Regions from separate parts of the Mus musculus genome. Here regions 1, 2, 3 and 5 are each linked to region 4. The links are chromatin contacts, called in public HiChIP or PLAC-seq and promoter capture Hi-C maps. All regions are on one chromosome and are shown on one strand. The core of a region is the stretch at or near the end of the contact, and the rest is flanking DNA. Distances in the headings are between cores, read along the strand shown.

Region 1 (3,276 bases), core at 540-3,039, 480 kb before region 4:
AGAGACTAGACAGCCCAGGAAAGTTTGTCCTCCCAGGACCAGCCAGCACTGAGACTGGAATGCATCAAATCCAGAGACCAGAAAGCACGGTGCTAGCACTTAGGAAGAGACACTAGCCCAAAGTCTCCTTGCTCCTGCCTAAAGCTTTGCCAATTCTGCAAACCTTGAAAAATTAGCATCTTTAAATTCAGAAGGGATACAAGAAGAGAACTTACATGGGACCTTGTAAAAAAGCATAGGGCATCAGTAACTAAAGTTACAAAGATAACAATCAGTGGTGAGTGAACAAAGGACATGGCCATGTTTTTTTTGTTATGAAACACACGCACAGGCACAGGCACTCACGTGTGCGCACGCGCGCACACACACACACGCGCACACACACACACACGCATGCACACATGCACCACACACAAACTGCAAAAGTGAATAAAAAGATATTTCTCACTTTGGCAAAGTGGATGGAAAGTTGATCAAAATGAAAGTTATACTCAGAACTATTTTGTACTAGAGGGAGGTTATAAATTATTGTTATTGTTATATTCTATTTTACTGTTTGTGGCAGCCTAAGTTGGTCTTGAACTCACTATGAAGCTAGCAATGACCTTGAGCTTCTGATCCTTATATCTACACTCTCAAGTGCCCAGATTATAAGTGTGCACCACTATACTCAGTTTATGCTGTGCTAAGGACTAAGCCCAATTATACAAACACACACACATATATACACACATACACACACACACACACGTATATATATGTATATATATATACATACATACACACACACACACACATATATGTAAAATTTGGGAAGATATATCAATCTTCTTTAAAGTACATGCTACTTTGGTCCAAAACTTTCACTTTTAGGAAGTTAAGAAGGAAGAGACAGAATAAGAGATGTCCCAAGAAAGTCAGTGTGGTTGTCTTAGTTATGCTTCCTGCTCAGTCAATGTTTCAGATTTTTCTCAGCACAATGACATCTATTCTATCAAGTTTTTGATAACTCTTTACATGGGACTGGGTGTGGCTTGTGGCTCTAGCTATTTCTATTTGTGACTGCCTATCAGCAAAGCATCCACTTCAGACTTTGACTCAAACATCACCAAGTATTCCCACTTGCATTGTCTCTGTTAACCAGCATCACTGTTCACAGGGCAGGGCATCACATCTCACAAAGGGAAAGGGAAAGGGAAGAGTTAAATTCCCTGGGATACTAGTCACGGTGGACTCAGGCAAACAGCCTCTTCAATTGTAAGATGATTCCCTAGTCCAAGGACCCTCTACTGTTTGGACTCCAGTCTTGTCTGACAGAGGTCCAGTTCAGGAGTGTCCAGATGGTCTGATAACCTGATGCCATTCTCAGAGACTCTTTCCTGTCTGGAATCTAGTGAGGAGGACTTATCTGGTGAAGCTGTCCTTTAGAACAGGAGTGTGTTCCAGTCTTCAAAGCAAACATTCCTTTTATCCTAACACAGTCTGACTTCAGATATACTGTCTTTTTCCTGGCTCCTTGGGCTTAGGTCTACCTTGTCCTTGCCCAGGTCCAAGAAAAGGCCCAGAACCTTGGCACTGTTTTGCCAGTTAATGTCTAACTGAGGAATGTCTTGCTGCCAAAAGGTGAAAACAGAGACCTTGTATTTCCAGGCACAGGTGTGACCCCAATGTCAATCATTTTGTGTCTAACTCCCAGGGGAAAAACTAACAACAACAGACTCATGGCTTGGAAAAGGTGAATTCTATGCCAAAAGGGAAGGAAAGTTCTACCCCCACAGAAACAATCTCAGAGGGCAGAAGCAGAGAATAATCTGAGGGAGAGGGCCAGCCAAGGGCAGGCAAGTATATATTGATCACAGGCACTTACTTGTGAATGGACCAGTCCTGTCCTGGGTTCAGGTAAGGCTGTATGAAACTGTCACCCCCATATCCACTTCTCCTCTATCTAATCCCATTATATTTCAGGGAGGTTGTGGTAGAAGCTTAGCTTCTGGACACTGGGGTCCCATGCTAACCTTCATGGCATCCTGGTATGCTGCTGTAAAACCTAGGGTAATGCTTGCATCCATCTGGAATTATTTCACCTGTTGCAACCACAATCATTTTGAAAATACTAGTATGTATTATAGTTATGTATGTATATAGAGTTAATCATCTCTAAAGCTCCTTATCTTTTGCCATTTCTTTACATGAGTTGTATGAAGATGTAGACGATATTCATTATTCTCTTTGGTATCTAGCACCTTGTTTGGCACATAATACTACTCAATAAGGGTTTGTTGAATGAATAAGTAGGTGAGAGCAAATTGTAAGTTCAGGTAATCACGAACTTCCTGTAAAACTCCAAGGCTGCCTCCAGTAAGGTATAAGTCCTGAGTGAGCCTTTCCCCATCTTGCAACTTTTTGCTCCAAATGAAAGACTCAGTTCTTCAAAATGTGCAGCACATGGAGGTTTGCGACATAGGGGTGTATTCACAGAGGCTTCGGAAGCCCACCAAACCTACAGTTAGATCACTGTACAGTCTTCCTTTTACATACAAGCTGTGCCTCCTGGTCTACATCCATGCTGTTTTCTGATCCATATAGAGGGTACACAACAAAAGCATTTCTTCTGTCTATAGGGAAGCAAATTAGATCATGCATGTGCCTCACCCACCTCTGTTCTCATGATTTCAGGCATCAGAAACACAAGGGAAATCCAAAGTACCTAACCCATCCTTGCCTTTGGGCAGGTGTTTCCAGGACAGAGGGCAGAGTGTAAAGGATGGGGATCCCTTTGACCTGGATGCTGCTGGTAATGATGGTAACCTCCTGGTTCACTCTGGCTGAAGCCAGTAACTCAACAGAAGCGAGTAAGTGTGTGTGTGTGTGTGTGTGTGTGTGTGTGTGTGTGTAGAGAAATGTTCCCTTTGCAGAAGCAATCTTAATCCCTCTTTTAGCACACTTGATGTGATCTTTATTTTAAGCCCATTTCTCAGATTGTAATGAGCACAGGACTCACTTCGAAGTTTTGTTAAGATGCAAATTCTACTTTAGTAGGTCTAGCAAGGGGCCCGAGACTCTGAATTAATAGCAGCGTGTGGGTGATGTTTCTGGTGGGACAAGGGGCTAAAACACCTCTGAACCATTTCTGCACTTCACGGTAAAGTCACAAGCATGCCCAGATACATAAGAGATTTGACCCACCTCTCCTGTAAGTGTGAAGTCATCCCATGGGGGTAGCTTTGCCTTCCACCCTGGAGTACTCTGGAATTACACTAAGTATAATTGTGAGGT
Region 2 (3,178 bases), core at 596-3,095, 430 kb before region 4:
AGAGACATACATGCATACACACACACACACGCGCACACACACACACACACACACACACACACACACAGACAGACATATGTATATACAGTGGGAGGAAGGGAGGGAGGGAAGGAGGGAGGAGGGAGGGAAAAGAGAGAGAGAGAAAGAGAGAAAGAGAGCGAGCGAGCTTGCTTCAACCTTATAACTTCTTGCCATGTGATCTGTAAGTCTGAGCCTTGGTACTGACTTCATGGAGTTGTCATGGAGATTAAATGAGTTAGTGCTTCTAAAACACCTAACCCAGAGCATCATGCTGGATCCATATCAGCATCACCTGAGGACTTTATAAAACATAGCAATGGTTGGGCCACCCCAGACCAATGAAGTAAGAATTTCCAGGAATGCAACCCAGCACTCATATCAAAACAGGTCAAAGAGAAGTCTCTGCGGATAGTTCTAATGTACAGCTAGGACAGCCAGCCTCTGACTTACAGCTACAGTAGGGACACACACACACACACACACACACACACACACAGAGAGAGAGAGAGAGAGAGAGAGAGAGAGAGAGAGAGAGCCTAACATTTCTCTTCCAGATCTTTCATTTCCCTTAAATGATATGCCTACTTCTCCCAATAGCTGTTCCTCTAAGACTGCAAGAAGCTTGATGCTTTCATTAAGTCCTTTCTCGGTTCTAACAGTACTGACCACTTCCTCCTTTGGGTGTAAGTGTCACTGTGTAGATCATACTACCTGCCTGCATGTCTGTCACCTTTTGCCTACATGTCACATGTGACCTGTTCATCTGACACTACCTTCTCTGATGATGTTTCTGATTTCCTTTCTACCTTGGAGGGAGGGAAGAAAAAAGGGAGAGAGATAAATTTAACTTTATGGTTTTCAAGAGCAAAGAATGGTACATAATTTATCATTATGAGTCTAATTCCTGAAGCAAATTAGACATATGGTAGTAATTTAATTAACTGATATATAATGACCTACTATGTGCCAGGCATGCTACCACTGCTCAAAGACAAGAAGCTATAGAACTCAAGTCCAAGAACCCCAGTAGTTCTCTCATGATCAAAAACGCCCAAGGAACCTCCTGCAAGCCACTGCCCTCCCCGAGCAGCCTTCCCTTACCTGTAAAGAGACAACCATGTGGCAACATCATAGGACCACATTATACTCATGAGACACTGGTCCCCAACTCATGAGAGCTGCTATTGGCATTTTATTTTGCCTTCACCATAACCTAGTAAAATATATACTATTTCTGTATATCCCATTTTAACAGAAGACTCTGTCCCCAGAAATCTTTGCTTGCAGAGTAAAACAAAGCTGGTAAGTGGCGACTCAAAGAGTAGAATCCAGGCCCAGCTGACTTTAAGATCTGAGCTCCTCCCTCTCCAGTTTCATTCAGGCAAAGTGGCTCCAAGATTTTTGTGCCCTCTCCCCAAGGAGACTTTGGCCTGAGGTCAAGGAATAAATAGACTTACTGTAAGGGAAGAGCCTGACTTGAGTAGCCAGGCTCAGAAGGAGACCCATCCTCCCCCAGCCCCTGAATCTCCAGGTGCCCTGGAGACAGCCAGTAGGCTGCTGCCACACAGGCCTGAGACCTCAGGACCCCAGAAGAGCAGAGTAAAGGGAGAAGTGAGCAAGGTGGGCTTGTCAAACAGGAGGAAAGGAAAGCACAGAGGAGGTGGATAAACAGGCAGGGATAGCACCAGACAACTGTCAAGAGCAGAAAGAAAGGCATCCGAGATTGTGGGGGAGGGGTCAGGGAGCTAGGGGGTAAAGAGAGCCCAGTGGTGCCCAGCTGATCTCTCCCCAAGTGGAAGAGCTGTTGCTATGACAACATCAAGAGGCAGATCGATGCTTGGCTTTGGATGGAGTGCTCAGTCACTGCCAACTCCCTCCCCTTTTCTCTCCCTGAAGTGGGGAGTGTGAGCATGGAGGAGGGGTAGCCACTATTCCCAGAGCCCCATGGAGCCACAGTGTGGGTCTCTGTAGCACTTGGCTAGAGCACTGCACACCCTCTCTCCAGAGTCAGGAGGTCTGAGACAGTATTTTTCTGTTTCTGGCCCTTTGGCTTGAGTGAGATGGATGGAGAGCAGTTTCCCAGCCCCTGAGAGCTGGGGAGCTGCCTGGTTGCTGCCACTAGGGTTGGAGGGCATAGGAGCTAAGCATCACTTTTCTAGTTTTTTATTTATTCTTACATATATTACATCCTGACCACAGTTATCTCTCTGTCCTCTCCTCTCAGTCCCAACACCTCCTCCTCCATCCACTTCTCTTCTGTTTCCCTCCAGCCTCTCAGGGATATCAACCAAACAGGGCATATCAAGTTGCAGTAAAACTAGGTACCTCACCTCATGTTAGGGCTGGATGAGTTAACCCAGTAGGGAGGTAAAGGGTTCCCAAAGAAGGGAAAAGCATCAAAGATGGCTCCTGCTCCCACTATTAAGAGTCCTGCAAGAAGGTCAAGGTACACAACTGTTACATGTGTGCAGAGAGCCTACATCAGACCTATATAGTCTCTGTGAGACCAGGCTAGTTGATTCTGTGGTTTTTCTTGTGATGTCCTTCACCCCTCTGTTTCCCACAGTTCTTCTTCCCCTTCTTCCACAAGATTCACCCAGCTCCACCAAATGTTTAACTGTGGATCTTGACATCTGTTTCCATCAGTTGCTGGATAGAGCCTCTCCGGTTACCATTATGTGAGGCTCCTGTCTAAGAATAGAATAGAATATCATTAGGAAACATTCTCCCACCCCTGGTGTGTTTGGTTCGACTCTAGATCTCTGGGCTATCAGGCCTCCGGTTCCTGACAGCCCAGGTAGTGTCAGGGGTGAACTCCTTAGCTATAGAGTATAATATAATCATGTTACAATCTACAGACCCTGAAAGGTTAAGTAACAAGGAGGGCTCAAGGAGGGATGTGTGGATCTCCCTGGGAAGAGGCAATAGAATAGACAATGAGTAGACTGCAGCCGAATGTGAATGGAAACAGGAGGAGGTTAAGGGAGAAGGTACAGGGAGAAACAACTGGAATTTTGAGGCTTTCCAAAAAGGTAAGGTAGAAACCTAGGCCAATGGAAATTCCCAAGACCCTGTGAAGGTGACCCTAGCTAAGACTCCTAGTAATGGGGTATACAGAGCTGGAACCAGCCATCTCCTATAACCAGGCAAGACTTCT
Region 3 (3,063 bases), core at 82-2,581, 500 kb after region 4:
TCAAAACCCAAGGCGGAATAGCACCCAAGGAATGACACTGAGGAATAACACCCAAGGTTAACTTATGGCTTTCACATATAAATGTGAGTGAACACACACACACACACACACACTTCTGCTTAGCCTGACTAGTTCAGTCAGGATCTCCTGGACTAATGCTGGGATGACCCTCTATCCTGGTTCTATGGTTGGGATCCCATATGCTCTAAGTCATTTACCCTTGCTCCCCTTATACAGCAGCAAGGTGTAATAAGTGTGAACAAATACAGACGACTATTCAAATACATTCAAATTGTTCCTGGGACTTTCGTGTTATGAAAAAGCGCAGGCTTTCCAGGTTTGTAAGAGTCCTCACAAAGGACTCAGAAAAAAAAAAAATGCCCAAAGGACACATGGACCTCTTCCCTGGCCACCCTGCCTTCTGACTCCTCTAGATGGAAGCACAGCTCTGCAAAGGCTGTGTGACTTTGGGTGATCTTTGGAACCTGGCTGGACTCTAGTATCAGAAAATCTGAGAAGATACTACTTATTGGCAATAGATATTAGCACTAAGGTCTTATCAGTATGGATTAGCATTAAAGTACAGAGTAAGTATGTACCATGTGACTGATGCAGGTATAAGGCAAACCAAAACCAAAACACAGTTCTTTCTTTCTTTTCTTTCCTTTTTAAAGTAAGTGTGTGTGTGTGTGTGTGTGTGTGTGTGTGTGTGTGTGTGTGTGTGTGCTTGCATATACGAGGAGGTCAGAGGGTAGGTAACTTGCAGAACACTTCTCTCCCTCCACTATGCAGGTTTGAGAATCAAACTCAGGTGGTGAGGCTGGGCATCAAACCTGTCTCCTGTCCTGCAAAAACTATCATTATCGCTTTGCACCAGCTCTCCCAGGTCTCAGATCCAACACTACCTCGTCAGACACCCTACAGTTTGGGGCAGGACTCTGAGGATCATCCTTTGGAAGATCAACCTGTACTCCTTCATTCAGCTTCCTTTCAGAACATCTGCTGGTGGGAATCTTTGTTTTTGAGACAGTCTATGTAGCCCAGACTAGTCTTGAACTCATGACTCCAGCCTCGGGATCAGAGGCAGTCATCACCACCCTTCTCTGTTCGTAGTCCCGTTTTACCAGACTGTGAGCTTGAATAACAGGCAAGAGAACCTCCACACTATCAACTGCATTCCCAGCCCTTAGGCTCCTGTCTAGTGCTTAGTAGGTACTCTACAGAGGTTTACAAGACAGCACAGCGGCAGACAGCTAGGGGCCACTTCCGCCCGAGCCTGCCACGCCGCCAGCGGGACTCGTTGGGGGTGGGGCCGGGCGAAGGGAGGGCCGGGCGGTGGGGCTGCAAGCCTTCCTCCAGCAACTTCCCAGTAAGTGCGGGATCAGATGCAGCCACCGCCCCGGAACCAGGCCTTCCCCGTTCTGCCTTCCAGGAGGGGGCCCAGGAGTAGCCCTCGGGAGTGCAGTCTCCCGCAAGTCCCGAAGTCCCTCTGGCCACCCGACGTCGAACCAGGCGGAGGCTGGGAGGGGGCCGCCCTCCCCGCGAGGCTCCAGACTCCGGCATTTCCTCCCGGCTGCCCGGCGCGGCCTTCCCCTCCGAAAGAAGAAAATCCCGGGACCCGAGTAACCCGGCCGATCGCCCCTGTGCACAGCTGTGGCGGAGCCAGGAGGGCCGCCCAGGGTAGGGTAGGAGTCCGGGGCAGAAGCCAGCCCAGGGCAGCGCGGCTGGGACTGAGCGGGACAGGGACAGGGCGCGGTCAGGGGCCGGAGCGAGCTGCGCGGGCGGCGCCTGGAAGGGGAACTTGAGCTAAGAGTGGAGGCAGAGCAGCGGGGCTGCTGGCCCCGGCGCTGCGAGCGGGGAGCCTCCTTCAAGGCCAAGGACACGGGGGCCTCGGGGCCTCCGGGACGCTGCGCGCATGCTGGGCAGGGGACACCACCCGGGCTCGCGCCCTGGGCCGCCCGGTCTCCCGGCATGTCCGTGCGGTACACGCTCAACCTGCGGGTCTTCTGGCCCTTGGTGACCGGGCTGTGCACGGCGCTGGTGTGCCTCTACCATGCCCTACGCAGCAGCGAGGATGCCCGGGCCGAGTCCCCCGACGGCGCAGACAGCGGTTTCCCGTTGCTCAAGGTGGCCATCCTTCTTCTCCTCGGCTACATCCTCCTACGATGTCGCCACGCCATCCGCCAGCGCCTGTTGCCAGGCTCTTCCCGCCCGCGTGGTCATGCCAACTTCTCAGCCAGATCCTTGCAAGAGCCAGGCCTGAGCATCTTACTGGAGAGTTACTATGAGCACGAAGTGCGCCTGTCGCCGCATGTGCTAGGTCACAGCAAGGCACATGTGAGCCGGATTGTGGGGGAACTAGTGCAAGCTGGCCGGGCCCGAGGGTCTCCAGGCCTCATCACCGGGGGAGCACTGGCTTTGGCCTTCCGGGGAGACTTCATCCAGGTGGGCAGCGCCTATGAACAGCATAAAATCCGCCGACCCGACAGCTTCGACGTGTTGGTGCCACTGCGACTCCCGCCGCAGGTGGCGCTGGAGCCGCGGAGCCTGGGGACCGAACCCTCGCTGACCCCAGCCTTCCGCAGCTGCTTCGTGTGCGCCCTCAAGGCACCACCCTCGCCATCGGGGGCCTCGACGGGCCAGTGGCATCGCGACTGCAAACCCTTCGCTGAAGGCTTCTGTGTGGATGTGCAGGGCCGTCGCCACCTCTCAGCTACCCTGGTACTGCGCTGGTTCCAGGCGCACCTACAGCGCTCCTTGGCCACTGTGCGCTACAGCTTGGAGGGTCGCTGTCGGGTCAGCCTGACCCCAGGCAGTCTGGAGCAGCCCCCCACCCTCCACATCCTTCCTTGCCGCACGGACTATGGCTGCTGCCGCCTTTCCATGGCCGTGCGCCTCATCCCTGCTGTCCACCTGGGTGATGGCGTCTTCCTTGTGGCACCACCACCACCACCCTCGCCTAGCGGGGCCCTGTCAGAGCTCCCGGGTGGCCTGCGCGCCGAGGCTCTGTGGGGTGTGAACACAGCACGTCAGGAGCAGAAACTGCTGGGCTGGCTTCAGGAA
Region 4 (3,179 bases), core at 26-2,525:
CCAGGTGTACACCAGTGGTCACATATTAAAACAGTCTGGGTTACACAGTTGAGGTCCTGAAGACCAGGAAGGCAAACGTTTAAAAGCTGTCGGTGTCAATTCCACAAACTACCACCAGGGGACAGTGCACATCCACGTTCCAGTTCTTCGGTCTGACCAGTACTAGCTTGGGAAGACCTTGTCCTGCAAAACATTTAACAAACGCCTACTGTGTACCAAGCCCTGTTTCTGGCGCCGGGACAATGTCGCTAACATGGGGAAGGGCTGTGTCATAGGAGCACGTCCCTTACATGTGTCCTTAAAATATACATATGTGTGTGTGTGTGTGTGTGTGTGTGTGTGTGTGTGTGTGTGTGTGTGTATTCACAGAGACGCATAGCCAAGCTCTATGTGGCCTGACCCTGGAGAAAACTAACTTGAAGAAAGAGAGAAAAGGACTTTCAGGGACTAAGAAAAGGTAAGGAACAACCCGAGACTGACAGCTCGCTGCAGGGGATGCCGAAGCGCAGTCTCCCTAAGCCTAGCCTAGATGATGCTGACCTCAGACAGCCAGGTGAGCGATGTCCCAGACTCCTCCAGCATGTATGTCCGATGCCTGCCCTGTGGTCACTGGAGGTATCTGTGCCCTGAGCGTCAGTGCAGCGCACAGCCAGAATCTGGTCTCTCTAGGTATGTGTGCCCAAGAGAGTGGCGGGTGTGTGCCTATGTGAATGATGTGTAAGAGATGGTGGTGATCTTGTACACGGACCATCGTGAGGAGGTCACCTCGGTGATGGTCACGTTTGGGATAGCCAAAGATATCGGTGCTGGGTTCAGTGTGCTTAAAGAGGAAAGGACGGGCTGGAGCAGGGTGGAAGAGGGCAGGGAATGTGCTCATCGGGGACCTTCCTAAGTGCATCACAGCGAGGCTTTGGTGACTTTAGAACGCATGCAGTAGAACCTTGTCCAAGACCTGCTGCCGGTGTGTGAGGGGAGTGCCCCTCTAGGATCCTCGTAGGAATATTGCGTCCTATGTGGCTGAGGATGTTTCTACAGATCAATCTGAGCAACTGTGCGTCTGGACTCTTAATAGGGAGGAGGAGATGTCCTCGAATTTGGGGCACCAGGAGTTTTGGGTGAGAAAGCCGTCTTAGCGCTCCGAGCAAGCCAGGAAGGCGCCTGGGGATGCGAGCAAGCTGTGGCTCTGGTCCTGGTGGTGAGCAGAGCTGCAGACCCGGCAGGGGCGGGGCTTGCTGGGGCGGGGCCTAACGGAGAGGCGGGGCCGCGGCTGCTGCAGCGCGGGCCGGGCCAGGGGGCGCCTCGCGCGGCCGCAGCTCGGAAGGGCGATGCAGTGAGGCGGGCTCGGCTGGCGGGCGTGCGCGGAGCGGGGGCCGCGGGCGCGCTGCAGAGATGTGACTTGGGCCCAGGGCCAGCAGGAGCGTCGGCGCTGCGGGGACGCGAGGGTCGGTGAGTACCAGCCAGCGCGGGCACGGGGAGGGCGCCGTAGGGACCCCAGAAACTTTTCCCGCCGTGATTTTGGAAAGATCCGGAGCGGATCCTGGCTCGTGCTTTTTCTGTTCTCCCTTCTCCCCCTCCTCCTCCTCCTTGGGGTACATCTGCAGAAGCCGTGGGGTTCGAGTGAGGGGTGCCACAGTGCGGCGGGAGAGGAGCCGCATTGGACCGACCGAGGGCAGTGGTTTGGGGACCTTTATCTGGTGGGGGAATCCACGAACTAAGGCTCTGACTATGGTCCGGGGTGAGGACAGACTACAAGCGTCTGGGAATAAAGGGGAATCTGGCCCTGTGCTAGTGACCCCTGTGAGGGACGTCGCCTGCAGGTTCCAGGGGGCCTGGCGGTTGGTGGGGTGCGAGGACAGCCAGGGTGCTGGTCCTGAACTAAGCACTACATGGCCTGAGGCAGGGGCCGGCCTTTGGAGACCTGAAATCTCACCTGCCGCAGGGTCTGGGGAACCCAGCTTGCAGCCCGCAGTGGCCACGCACTCTTGGAAAAAGGCGCGAGAGGGTGGGCACCACAGGGAGGGAATCTGAAGCTGGGGGACAAATAGTGGGCTGGCAATCTAGGGGCGGCTGCTTATGGTGAAGCGGAAGAATTTCTATCCCAGGCGAGGGCACTTGGGCCTCTGAGGAAAGCAGCCAGGCTAGGGGTAAGGACTACCCAGTGCAACGTCCCCTCTTCCTAGGGGACTGGGGCTCGAAGCCCCAAAGGACCCCACACATTTCATGGACCTGGTGGGAGAGATGAGCACAGATGAGGATCCAGCACCCCTCCTTGGCCGGCGGTAGCTGATTAAACAGTTTTGGATCGGCCCACCGACCTTGCTCCAGAGGACGCCCCCAGATCAGAGTGTTCATCCCCCTGTTCTAGCTCGGCCTAGCCAGTTACCCCCTTCTTCTTCTGTTCGCCAAGGGGGCGGCTCTTTGGAAGAGGGACAAAGGCCCCGGGAGTGTGGCGGGCACCATCGTCCCTGCCTGGGGCCCCCAAGCACACGCGCCGCATCGGCCGCCGGACTGCGCCGGGGTGGGGGCACCTGAGCAGCGTCCAGAAAGCTCCGGGGGTCCCCACAAAGACAAGAGGATGCAGAAGAGGCTAAGCACACCCCGTAGACAAAGCACTTGAGAACGTTATTTCCTAAGTTTCTTTGGTGGGCACTCAGAGCTTTGGGAATAACCGCACTTGGAGTTAAACTGCATGCAAATTACATGTAAATAGAATGCAAATTGGCATCTGTTGGTTGGAAACCCTCCTCTGGGCTAGTTTTCTATCTGGGCTGTGAACACTGTTTCCCTGATCCTCTCGCTTCTAAGTCTAAAAAGGGTCAGCTGGGTCGCAAGAGGGGAAGATGGGATGGGAAGGAGTTAAAGTTTGGGGCCCAGGCAGCCAAGAAGAGGGCTTTCTTTATAAAGATAGACTCTAATGTTTACTGGGTTGTTGGTTGGTTGGTTTTTAACACATGTGGTGAACACATATCCGAGTGCTAAAGGAAATATCTTGTGTAAAATGAAAAGGTCCAGACTGGAGGGGGGGCCATGGAAGTGCGCAGAGAAGTAGAGGAAGAAACTCTCTAAGTGAGCAAATACCTACTACACCTGCTGGGACAGGGCTGCCTGGAAAATAAAGTGACCAGGACTTGTGGGGAATGGCATTTAAGAGTGGACCCAGCAAGAGGGGTCCTCCACTG
Region 5 (3,028 bases), core at 443-2,942, 460 kb after region 4:
ATTTCAGAATTTGATTATGGAATCACATATTCTTCGTTGTCTTTTGAAAATATGAAAGTGCTTACTATAAAGTATGAGAACATTGAAAACCACAGAGAAAAATCAAAATTACACATAAGCACACAAGTTTTTTTTAAAGAGGCACCAAAGGCCAGCCTGGATGACACAGCAAGTTGAAAGTCATCTGGATACAGGGTGAAATTCTTGTCTCATAACCAGAGTGGGGGAAGGGGAAGAGGGAGGAGGAAGGGAAAGAGAGAGAGAAAGAGAAAAAGAGAGAGGAGAGAGAAGGGAGAAGAAAGCAAGCAAGCACAAATGGAGGGAAGAAAGAAAATGTAGTAGTCTCATATTTTCCACTTAAATGTTCTATTTTATCCAAAGTTCTTTCAAAGTTCATTGTTCTAACACCCCTGGAAGCTCCAGAGGCCAAAGCAGCCATTTCACCAGTTTAAGGCAAGCCTGAGTGACATAATCAGATCTGAACTCGTCATTACATCCATTTCAGGGAGCTGCTAACTGTGCTCATGAGTCATAGTTTGTTAGCATTCTCTTGATGGTAACCTTTTTAAAAAACATGTATTTGTCTGTGTGTCACATGTGCAGAGAGTCCGGAGGAGAGTGCTGGGTCACTTGGAACTGGAGTTACAGGCCGTTGTTAGCTTCCTGCTGTGGCTTCTGGGAATCAAACCCAGGTCCTCTACAGGAGCAAGAAGTGTTCTCAACTTCTGAGCTCTCTCTAGCTCCAATTTTTTAACACTTCCAAAAATTTCCAGTAATAACTAGGACATACACCTCAACATTCTTTTATCTCTTTAGGACAGATCTAGAAGTGGAATGCACGGGAAAGGTTCTGAACATTTGAAGGCTTTGAGAGCCAGATTTAGGTTGAGTATTCCACAGGAATATTTAAGTACCCTCACTGCCGCTAAGGCCCAGTACTTGGGCTCGTCTTAATTTTAAGTTACTGTAGTATACTAATTGAACACTATAATTATATAGAATGGGTTAGTAGTTTCATTTATTTTACAGTAGCTATGAATCAAATACCCGCCCCCCTCCCGCCAAGGGTGCAAACTCTAGTTTTCCTAAAGCCACAGTCTCTAGTGGTCCTATAATAGGCACTGATTATCCTTGCAGGTATGGTTTTTCCCCTTATATACTTATCTGACTTGAAAATTTATTTCTATTGGCTAGATCCTAGCTGTCATATTAATGGATATGCACTTTAAAATGTTTAATGTATGTTACTAAATTTTCCTTCCCTCAACACACAGCTATGTTCATCACTAATGTGCACTAGGCCATGAATAATCCAGTAAAGGATGAACAATGAAGCAAATCTCAATATAAAAATTGAGAAGGAACGGAAAGTAACGGGAAACAAACTGGGAAACCCACAATTACACCGAAAACTGGCATGTTTTACCAGGTAATTGCTGACTTTCAGGTGTAAATCGGCTCTTAATAGAGAAAAATAATCTCCATAACGTGGAGGAAACAACAGTGACCTGCGGGTCGCCTTTCCAAGACAGGGAGAAACCCTAACCTAAAATGCCTCTCCAGGGCAGCTCTGCATCAACCCTAAGAGCCGACCGGGCGCCTTCACGACGTTACAATGATCGACAGGGGGAAGACCCAATAGAGTACGTGAATCGGTCATTTCTAACCAATCGGGTGTAATCCAGGGCCTAGGGGCGTTTCCTCTGGCTCTCGGTCCGCGGCATCTATGCGTCATCACCCTGAGTCGAGAGCACGATTGGCGGGGCGTTTGGACCATAGCTGCATTGTCCGCAGCGATGAGCGCCGCCGGAGCCATAGCGGCTGCTTCCGTGGGACGCCTGCGCACTGGTGTCCGGAGGCCCTTCTCAGGTACCGGCCGTTCGGGGTCGTGGTTCGGCGCGGGGCTCTTCGCCGGTGACTATTTGCAGTGGAGGTCACGGATGTCACGGGGAGGACGTCTATACGTCACAAGCGCGCGACATGGGGGTGGGGTTTGTAGTACGTCTAGTTGATTGATAGGAACGGGTGAACTTCTGCAGGATGCCCTGCCGGGGAACAAGTGATTACCAGCCTGTGATGTGACGTCAGTGCAAGTGTGGAACTTGAGTGTCCTGCAGTGTCCCTCCGGTCTCCACTCGGGACTTTCTCAAGCAAAGTAGCCTTCCGACGACAGCATCAATCTGTTATAAATGCAGATTTTCGGGTCCCCCTCATTATCCACTGGATTGATAGGTTTTAGAGTTTTAAAAAGTGTGTGTGTGTGTGTGTGTGTGTGTGTGTGTGCGCGCGCGCGCGCGCGTGCGTGCGCACAATAATTAAATTCTAGAGAGGCCAGAATTGGGGTTTGAATCTGCAACTAGAGTAACAGGCAGTTTGTGAATCCCTATATATGGGTGCTGGGAGCCCAACTCAAGTCATTTGCAAGTGCAGTACACATTCTTAACTGCTGAGCCTTCTTTTGAGCCGTAGAGTCTCTGTTTTTATCAAGCCTCTCATGGGACTGTTTGTATTGCAAAATATGGTAAGCTTTGAATTTGGAATGGAGAGAGGTAGGTTTGGATTCAGGTCTGATTCATCCGAGCTGCCCCAGAAAATCGTGGTCATTTTCTCGAAACTAAATCTTCAAGCATTAGATTTCTATTTTGCCTGAAGGCAATATTGTTTGGAGGTTTGAGATGTGTTTTTGTTTAACTACAACTTATTAAGTAATTTAATTGAAACTACATCCTTTTGGTAAATAATAAGCCAGAATTGTCTGCCCCCAAATGGATGAGTAATCACACACACACACACACCACCACCACCACCACCAATACCATGAGAACAGCTATGAAACTTCATTAGATATTGTTGTGTGTGCCTTCCAAGGCTTGAGTCCAAGGTTGTTTTTCTTTCTGGAAGAGAAGAGTGCTTAGCAAGTGTTTGGATATTTTTCAAGACATGCCAGTTATAGAGATGTTTTCCTTGGTGATAAATGGATCAGAAGAGACTTTTTAAGAGCCTCTTAGTATGTAATTTATGTGTCCAT

What was found. Promoter capture Hi-C pulls out the DNA fragments that hold promoters and counts their contacts. HiChIP or PLAC-seq counts read pairs in DNA pulled down with a chosen protein or histone mark.
Region 1: a contact with region 4 is called in an H3K4me3 HiChIP or PLAC-seq map of stem cell-derived neural progenitor cells, with 20 read pairs. The contact joins the promoter of Umod here to the promoter of Gprc5b in region 4. A contact is called at or near these places in 7 of 115 datasets of contacts at active chromatin or transcription factors (craniofacial prominence, embryonic basal ganglia, embryonic forebrain and 3 more).
Region 2: an H3K4me3 HiChIP or PLAC-seq map of embryonic basal ganglia shows a contact between it and region 4, with 4 times the contacts expected there. The contact joins the enhancer-like site here to the promoter of Gprc5b in region 4. A contact is called at or near these places in 2 of 39 promoter capture datasets (both in embryonic stem cells), 6 of 115 datasets of contacts at active chromatin or transcription factors (embryonic basal ganglia, embryonic limb bud, embryonic stem cells and 1 more) and 1 of 9 other capture datasets (embryonic stem cells).
Region 3: a promoter capture Hi-C map of embryonic stem cells shows a contact between it and region 4, with 3 times the contacts expected there. The contact joins the promoter of Itpripl2 here to the promoter of Gprc5b in region 4. A contact is called at or near these places in 1 of 39 promoter capture datasets (embryonic stem cells), 1 of 15 datasets of contacts at CTCF or cohesin (embryonic stem cells), 4 of 484 Hi-C or Micro-C datasets (all in embryonic stem cells), 3 of 115 datasets of contacts at active chromatin or transcription factors (embryonic stem cells and pancreatic cancer cells) and 1 of 9 other capture datasets (embryonic stem cells).
Region 5: a promoter capture Hi-C map of embryonic stem cells shows a contact between it and region 4, with 2.5 times the contacts expected there. The contact joins the promoter of Coq7 here to the promoter of Gprc5b in region 4. A contact is called at or near these places in 1 of 39 promoter capture datasets (embryonic stem cells), 7 of 484 Hi-C or Micro-C datasets (B cells, CD8 T cells, double positive thymocytes and 2 more), 5 of 115 datasets of contacts at active chromatin or transcription factors (embryonic stem cells, microglia and stem cell-derived neural progenitor cells) and 4 of 9 other capture datasets (adipose tissue, embryonic stem cells, liver and 1 more).

The regions. Positions count from the first base shown.
Region 1 is chr7:119,477,775-119,481,050 of GRCm38.p6, reverse strand. It overlaps Umod (uromodulin), which reads left to right and starts at 1,789. Exons shown (of 11, transcript NM_001278605.1): 1 at 1,789-1,899; 2 at 2,733-2,852. The coding sequence starts at 2,765.
Region 2 is chr7:119,419,633-119,422,810 of GRCm38.p6, reverse strand. No RefSeq gene overlaps it. Among named protein-coding and RNA genes, the nearest start is that of Gp2, 38 kb to the left of the region's middle. Within about 2 kb of position 1,845, at least 18 of the 459 cell types and tissues checked have an H3K27ac peak or open chromatin away from gene starts, as enhancers often do. A contact at or near this core is called in embryonic basal ganglia, where this site is marked.
Region 3 is chr7:118,490,243-118,493,305 of GRCm38.p6, reverse strand. It overlaps Itpripl2 (inositol 1,4,5-triphosphate receptor interacting protein-like 2), which reads left to right and starts at 1,331. Exons shown (of 1, transcript NM_001033380.3): 1 at 1,331-3,063. The coding sequence starts at 1,972.
Region 4 is chr7:118,993,307-118,996,485 of GRCm38.p6, reverse strand. It overlaps Gprc5b (G protein-coupled receptor, family C, group 5, member B), which reads left to right and starts at 1,275. Exons shown (of 4, transcript NM_022420.2): 1 at 1,275-1,446.
Region 5 is chr7:118,532,020-118,535,047 of GRCm38.p6, reverse strand. Coq7 (demethyl-Q 7) reads left to right here and starts at 1,692. Exons shown (of 6, transcript NM_009940.3): 1 at 1,692-1,869. The coding sequence starts at 1,797.